Linked DNA regions of Pan troglodytes: region 2 is linked to region 1. Evidence: chromatin contacts called from public Hi-C data. All regions are on one chromosome and are shown on one strand. The core of a region is the stretch at or near the end of the contact, and the rest is flanking DNA. Distances in the headings are between cores, read along the strand shown.

Region 1 (3,832 bases), core at 587-3,086:
CTGATTTTGCATTTGATAGTTTAATCCTTAAGCGCTATTTAAGATTAATTTTAAAAATCCAAAACTTGAAGCCTTAACATAATGCAAGAACCGGTGTGACTCACATCGCATATCCTATTACATAATTACACAATATAGGTAGTCCTTATCATGGGGTTCACTCCTTACCAAAAGATAACGGCTCCTAAATAAATGTACTGCTTTACTGTACAAATGTCTTGATCTATATATTAATTTCTGTGCCATAAGACTGAGGCCATAAAATCAGATTTTGTTACTCCCCTGATTAAAAACATTGAGTGGTTACCCCCACATTCTTTACCAAACCTCCAAGGCTCTGTAGTACATAATTTCTCACCTTTTCCGCTACATCTCCAACCATAAGTGTGCATCTCACTTTGCTCCAGCCACATTACGTTGGCCTTTCCTCTCTTCAAAGACTTTTCTGTCTCAAGGCCTTTGCACTTACTACTGCTGTTTCCTCTGCCTCCAACTCTTTCCAAGGACTTCACTGGGCTGTCTCCTTCTCACACAGCTCCTATTATTCCCCCATTCATTCTTTCATTTAGTGAATATTTATTCATTGTCTACCAAAGGCCAATAACTTGTGCCCCTCCTCTCCACCAGATACATATACTTTCTATGCCATTATCCTTTATCATTTTCATAGCATTTATCCATTATCCTATTTTTCGTTTACTTGATGATCTGTGTCTCCCTCTCCACTTGTCTGTTTGAACAAGTGAACCTCCTAATGTTGCTACTAAAAACCCGACAAATAAATATGTGTTGACTGAATGAATCAGAAAGACTGCTATGCGACTGAGTCTGTTAGTAGGGAAGTCAATATTATCAAATCTCAGGAGGGGGGAGCTTAAACCTTTCACAGCTGGTCGGAAGCTCAGGATCAGAGAAGTTTCCAGGCCACAGAGATGCAAGCGTTTCTCTTCAGCGCAAAGCGAATAGCAGCAGAAAAGAAAACAATTATTAGAAGACGGGACCTTTGCTCTATCTGGGGGAAGGTAAGCTCCCAAACAAAACCTTTTTAAAAATCCGACTTTCTGAATGCTCTCTTCTCCATTCCCAGCTTCTGCCACGTCCCGGGTCCCAGAGCGTGCCTGCTCAGATCCCAGAAAACTTGCAGGAACAGGAAGAGGTCACACAGTGGTAAGGGGAAGGGAGAGCAGGAACGGCGGGTTTCTTACCGCGATCAAGACCCTGAAGTCATCTCGGCTCATGTAACGCAACTTGGCCACATTCACCTTACCCATGGCGGCCCCAGTCCGAACCCAGATGCCTCTCCCACGACAGCCGCAAAGCGTAAGGCAGGTCGTTATTCCGGCCTCTAAGCGCTTTACAGCGCCAGATGGCTCGCGCACGCGCTGCGTCTTAGTATAGGTCCTTGTTAATAGACAGAAGTGCTGTTCTCATTGATATAGGAAAATAAAACTACTTGTATGTTTTATGAAGCACATAGTATGTAACAAGTGAACGTTTTATTTTTGTGTAATTTTTGCGTTGTGACTGAGTTGGCGGAGTGTAGATATTCTCTACAATGTGCCATTTTTTTTCCATATCTGTCAGGACTTGCTGCCTCAATGACACGTTCCGCCTCAGAGAGCAAAGTGGTTACTTAATGGGAGGAGCAAATTTTTCCCGCAAACAACTTCTACTCTAGGCAAAGTGACTTCCAACAAGACAGGGGTAAAAGAATCTGAGCTAGAGTCCAGACAACCAAATCTGTTAAAGGTAAAGTGGACTGTAATCACACAAGCACGCCCTCTACTTCTAATTGCGCCTGCTCCGGCAGCTCCGGAGGGCGTGGTTAATGGAACTCATGCGCTTGCTCAGTACTTCTCTTAAGTTGGTCTGGGAGGCTTCGAAGTGCGCCTGCGCTGCTTGGGGTAGGAGTTTAAGGTGACACGTGGAGAGTGCGGCGGACGTCCTTACCTCCAGAGGAAGTGGGGATTTTGATAGTTCGGGCTGACCTACGCGGGTAGGACTTCGAGGGCCCAGGAGCAATTTAAGGATTTTAGAATAGTTACCCATACTGGCTCTGCAACTCCTCGATATTCAAGCCTTTGTCTGCTTTTTACTTGAATGCAGCATGTCTTTGATTAACCATATTCAACCAATGAACATCTCCATTTAAACGGAATTTTTCTTTCTGTACTTACATAAGAAGGCATAGAAATGAATTATTTTTTTATTTTTGAGACAGAGCCCGGCTCTGTCACCCAGACTGAAGTACAGGGGCGCGATCTTGGCTCACTGCAACCTCTGCCCTCTAGGTTCAAGGAATTCTTCTCCCTCAGCCTCCTAAGTAGCTGGGATTATAGGCTCACACCACCACGCCCTGCTAATATTTTTATTTTTAGTAGAGATGGGGTTTCGCCCTGTTGACCAGACTGGTTTCAAACTCCTGGCCTCAGGTGATCCGCCCCCCTCAGTCTCCCAAAGTGCTGGGATTACAGGCATGAGCCACCGCGCCTGGGCGAAAAGTTTTTTAAAAAACCAAGTGACTAACTTTATTTGTACAAATTCATGGGGTACGTGAGAAATTTTATTACAAGTATTTAGGGTGTCTATCATCCAAATACAATATATTTTTGTCTAACTATAGTTACCCTACTCTACTATCAAACAGTGAATATATTCCTTCTATCTGACTCCATGTTTGTAACCTTTAACCTACTCTCTTCATCCTGTTCCCACTCCCCTCATCTTTCCCAGTCTGTTATCTGTCTTTCCACTCTCTACCTTCATGTGATCAAATTTTTTAGCTTCCACATATAAGTAAGAGCATGTGATATTTGTCTTTTTGTTCCTGGCTTATTTCCCTTAAGATAATGACCTCCAGCTCCATCCATGTTACTGCAAATGGCAAGATTTCATTTTTTATGTCTGAATAGTACTCCATTGTGTATATATACCACATTTTCTTTATCCATTCATCTGTTGATGGACACTTAGGTTGATTCCATAGCTTTGCTATTGTGAATAGTGCTGCGATAAACATGCAAGTGTAGGTATCCCTTTGATATACTGATTTCTTTCCTTTGGGTAGATACCCAATAGTGGGATTGCTGGATTGAATAATTCTATTTTTAATTTTCTGAGAAATCTCCATATACTTTTCCACAGTGGCTGTACTAATTTACATTCTCATCAACAGTGTATAAGAGTTCTCTTTTCTCCGCATCTTCACCAACATCCATTATTTTTTGTCTTTTTAACAGTAGCCATTTGGACTGGGGTAAGATAATATCTCATTATGGCTTTGATTTTCATTTCTTATATACTTAGTGATGTTGAGCAATTTTTCATGTACCTGTTGGCCATTTGTATGCAAATAACTAACTTCTAGAGCAAGAATGGAATGGGAAACAAGCCATTTATGTTTCTACTCCGAATCCAGCACTTTAGCAAATGTTCCTAATCTATTATGGTGCAATTCTTACATTATTTCTCAACATTGCCTCAGACAGCCACCATTAACTGAGTGGAATTGACTAGAATTGCTATTGGTGTTCTGAAGTATGCCTTACGGTTAATCACATTAAGTCCAAATCTCTTATATTTGGAATATTACTTTTAAAATAAAATCATTTTAATAATCAGAACTTTGAAGAGTAAAAGTAAGTGATTGAAGTACAGTTTGGTATTCTGTTCTACTCCCTCATACCATGCTTAGTGATGAGTAAAACAAAACATGTACAGTATTATTCGTTAATGCATTCACTATTCATCAAACATATATGCCATACTTTTTTACTAGGTCCTGGGGAATCAATCTCAACCCTCATACCTGTGTTGGAGGGTGAAGAGTAGA
Region 2 (3,832 bases), core at 576-3,075, 1.6 Mb after region 1:
AACTCTTGTTCATCATTATTTTATGCTGCAGCTTGTCTTTGTGTTGGTGGAAGGGAAAAGAAAAACACAAGAGACTAGCCTTTAGTTTCTAAATCAAAGCTGTGCTTTGCTGACTGCTGGAGTGGCTTTTCAAAAGCAAAACAAGTGGGGACATTAAAATTCCTTGCTTTTGTGAACCAGGAGCTGAGTTGGGTTTTTTTTTCTTCTTCTTCTTTTTAAATTCTCAGATGCAAAAGGGTATGTTTCAATGTGTCTTACATTTACCTTGAAACAATCTCAGTATTTTTTTTTCCATTTGACTGGCACTTGGAGAAGATAAAGCAAGGTGAAAAAATACTAAGGAGGAACCTGCAGAGGTTTGGAGGAAGGGCGTTCATTGTCATCGAATTTAAGAAAGAGAAGGATATGTAAATTTTACTAATTATTGCCTCTTACACATCCTTTCTTGATAGTGACCCCAAGGTCCAAAGACGTTAAATCAGTTGCCTAAAGCCCAGACCCAGAAAGTCAGGACTAGACCTTCCTCTGTGGATTCCCACTCGTCCTCTTTATACTGCCCTATGCTGCCTCTAGCGTTAGCCGGAGAAACTGTAAGGAGGGGTTGGGGAGGAGAAAGCAAAGCAAAGCTGGAGAGGGTCGTAGATTCTTGCCTAAGGAGGCAAGAAGTGACCTCCCTGAGTCAGGATACTTGAGCATTTGACTTGACTAAGAGAAGTAGCCCGCTAGTTCCAGGCGTTGAACGCGCCGATTAGCTGCCGCTGAGTATCTGGGATGTTTTTTGTTTGTTTGTTTTTCTACTTTGGAAGATCAATGTAAGGTAGAAAGTTAATCGCTTTCTTCTTGCCCTCCACGCCTTCCACGCTGATCGAAGCGACCGTCCTCCCTCGAACATTTCATGGGCTCATTCTTTGTAACACACTTGCTCTGGGCCTTAGGTGTCTCTTTAAACCCTCTCTCCCCTCTTTATTTCCAAATCTTTATCTTTGGCTTTCTTAAGCTGTAAAGGCACACTGGCACCTTAGGTGGTCAGGTAAGATCGCTGGATTCCTTATTTCGGCGAAAGTCCAGCGGACCATTCCCGCCACTGTACCCATTTTAGAAACACTTGGAAGACCCTTAAGGATCATTTACGGAGAGAAAGGGGTGCATTCTGCGGCTGCCGGCGGGCAGCTAGAGAACGTGGCGGGGGGGCAGCGCATCTGGCGCCTTGGCCGGGGCGCGGAGTGGGAACAGCCCGCACGCGTCCGCTGCCGCCCTGCCTGGCGACGAGTGGCACAATCGCCCACCAGGAATCGGCTGGTGCCGCGGGTGGGCGAAGGCAGCGCCGCCGGCCCGGAGGGCGGCGCGGAGGGTGGCGCGGAGGGTGGCGCTGGCGGCGTGAAAGGCGTCTTTGTGCAAGATTGAGTGTGGTGGGGGGAAGGCGAAGAGAGAACTGATCCAGGACCTGGACGCGGGGGTCTGCGGCGCCCCTACGCCCCCAGCCGTCCGCAGGGCCGGAATGAGCCGGGTAGCGCCGGCAGGGGGCAGTGTGGCGATAGAGGGGTTGCTAGGGGGAGGGGAGGGTCTCTGTTCACCTCTATTTGAGGCTGACTGGGGAGAAAGCTGCCTGGAGGAAGCTGCTGGGGTGCGGGGGGCTGAGGGATTTGGCTCCCCGCCCTCTCCCCTGGATGGCGGAGAAATCGGGCTAGCTGGAAGGGCGCAGATCCTCTCCCAGAGCTCATTCCGGAGTCGGAGAACTGGGAGAGCGGCCCCCGAGGCGGAGCCTCCCTCCCGCCCCGAGTCCCGCTGCCCCCCACCTGGGGGAGAGGGGCGGGCGCCGCGCTGCCTTCCCTCCGCGCCTCGGCCGCGTGGCTTGCGGCTTATTTTCCCAGCTGGCAAGCGTCGCGCTGCAGACAAGGGAATGCCTGTGGTGAGTTGTTTATTTTGTTGAAGTTTGCGGTGGGCCCGGGGGACGTGGGGGGCGAGCGGCAGGCAGCGGCAGGGACTGTTTTGTTTAGGTCTCCATCCACCTGTGTGGTATAAATCTGCCAGCCTCAAGGCGGCGGGGGGCCGGAGTGAGAAAGCTCTGACGCTCCCAAAAGCCCCTTTTCGCAACTTACAGATCTAGGACCACATTTGATTCTCCACGCCTGGAACCGGCTAGATCCTAGTTTACGCTCACCCCGCCCTCCAGCCTCCCATCAACGCTTCCCGCACCCGCTGTGTGCAGGGCTGGCGCTCCGCAGAGCAAACAGCGCCCACGACCCAGGGACAGCTGGCCACCGAAGTCCCTCCCCGGCGCCCTTCCCCGTTCCTTGAGGATAGGGGAGCTGAGGTTTTCATGTGAAGGGCGCCCATGAAATTCGTGGGAACTTGTTCTGGCGTCTTCTGGAGTGGAGTTCTTTCAGGGGTTTCGGGTCTGCCCGGGACTACAAAATGGGATCCTGGGTTGGCTGGAGTTTCCCAGACTAGGCTGGAGAGAGGTCGGCTGTTGGCTCGCGGGAGAGCCCAGAGGAACCCCTTGGGTGATGGCAGTCAAGACCGGCGGCTGCGTTTGCCTGGAAGAAAAGCCTAAATACATTAGCGAGCTGGTAAAGCTTTTAAGGCCTTCTTGGGAGCGAGTGGCTGGCTAATGAGAGGTTAATTTTGTTTCGAAGGGAAGGCTGCACTGGTTTCCTGAGATAAATGGACAGGAAGCGCATTACCTCCGCGCGCTGGCAAGCGGCTCCCAAATGCTTTTTGCACCTGCCGTTTTGAGCGGTGAGAGCAGCGGCGGAGCCCGCAGGGATTGCGGGGGCCCGTTGTCTACGAGCGAGTGATGAGCCCCCCGCAAGCCCCGGGCTCTCTCCCTCCGCGAGTGCATTGCTCACGCCAAGCTCTGGGACTCTTCTCTCACACCCAGGTCCTGCGTGTTCCGAAGTTCAGGGGCCCCCTGATCCCGCTGAGCCCTCTCCAGGAGCGAAAGGGTTAAGAATGATGTAAGTACAGGCACTCGATTTCTCAAGTCGCCCGCTTGGCCCTCTTCCAAGTTGTACTTTCCTTATTTTCTCTCCTTTCCTTTCCTTTCCTTACTGTTCTAACGCTTTTTAATAAACTTTCACTCCTGCTCTGAAAAAAAAAATGATGTAAGTACAAACCACGAGCTGCTTGACGCTGAGCTGTTGGACTCCGGGCTATTTCAGCCGCTGCTTTGGGTACACAGTGGCCGGGGAGCAGCCGGGGAGCCCTTACTCTAGAATGGATTGCACAAATCGCAAGCTTAGGTGATCTGTTAAGCAGTCAGAGATTCTCCTGTTAGATTTCTGGAAATGGAGACATATTAACTGGAGAACAGTTAAAAACATCACGTATAGGCTCAGGAAATGAAACTGCATCTTGTTTAGAATCCATTAGTGTTTCTGGCATGTGTTTTAATTCTGTCCACTTGCATGTTCATGCCGTGGTATGCTTTGCTGGATTCTCTGGATGTACTGTTCAGGTTTCCTCCTTCCTTTCTGAAAACAAAGAGGAAGGGAGAAAGAGTACCAGTGGCAAGAAACAGGGTGGATGTGTGAATTACACAAGTCATCAGTCACTTCATGATTTTTTTTCTGATTAAAACATAAAACTTTTATAAGTCACCGATTTTTTGTTTGTGTTCTAGCTCCCTCCCCGATTTTTCTTTGTACAATCTAAAATCGTTTGTAACTTGCAGCTCACGGGCTTGAGGAGTGGCTGCGGTATAAGCGACTATTCACTACGCTCTTGCTTTCCAAGCCAATTCCTGATCTTGTGAACAGTACGAATTTACCCGCGAGTGTGTCAACTGACCTATGTCTTGAAAATAGGAACCACCTTGCGGTTTAATTGTGAA

The links. A called contact is a pair of places that touch in the nucleus more often than the background predicts.
Region 2: a contact with region 1 is called in a Hi-C map of stem cell-derived neural progenitor cells, with 6 times the contacts expected there. The contact joins the promoter of RGMB here to the promoter of RIOK2 in region 1. A contact is called at or near these places in 2 of 7 Hi-C or Micro-C datasets (blood and stem cell-derived neural progenitor cells).

The regions. Positions count from the first base shown.
Region 1 is chr4:94,856,506-94,860,337 of NHGRI_mPanTro3-v2.0_pri, forward strand. RIOK2 (RIO kinase 2) reads right to left here and starts at 1,837. Exons shown (of 10, transcript XM_009449398.5): 1 at 1,206-1,837. The coding sequence starts at 1,271. It overlaps LOC134810088 (a long non-coding RNA gene), which reads left to right and starts at 1,907. Exons shown (of 10, transcript XR_010157274.1): 1 at 1,907-1,996.
Region 2 is chr4:96,444,994-96,448,825 of NHGRI_mPanTro3-v2.0_pri, forward strand. RGMB (repulsive guidance molecule BMP co-receptor b) reads left to right here and starts at 1,826. Exons shown (of 5, transcript XM_517848.9): 1 at 1,826-1,909; 2 at 2,882-2,957. The coding sequence starts at 2,953. LOC107974787 (a long non-coding RNA gene) reads right to left here. Exons shown (of 3, transcript XR_008548037.2): 2 at 3,117-3,473; 3 at 1,902-2,537.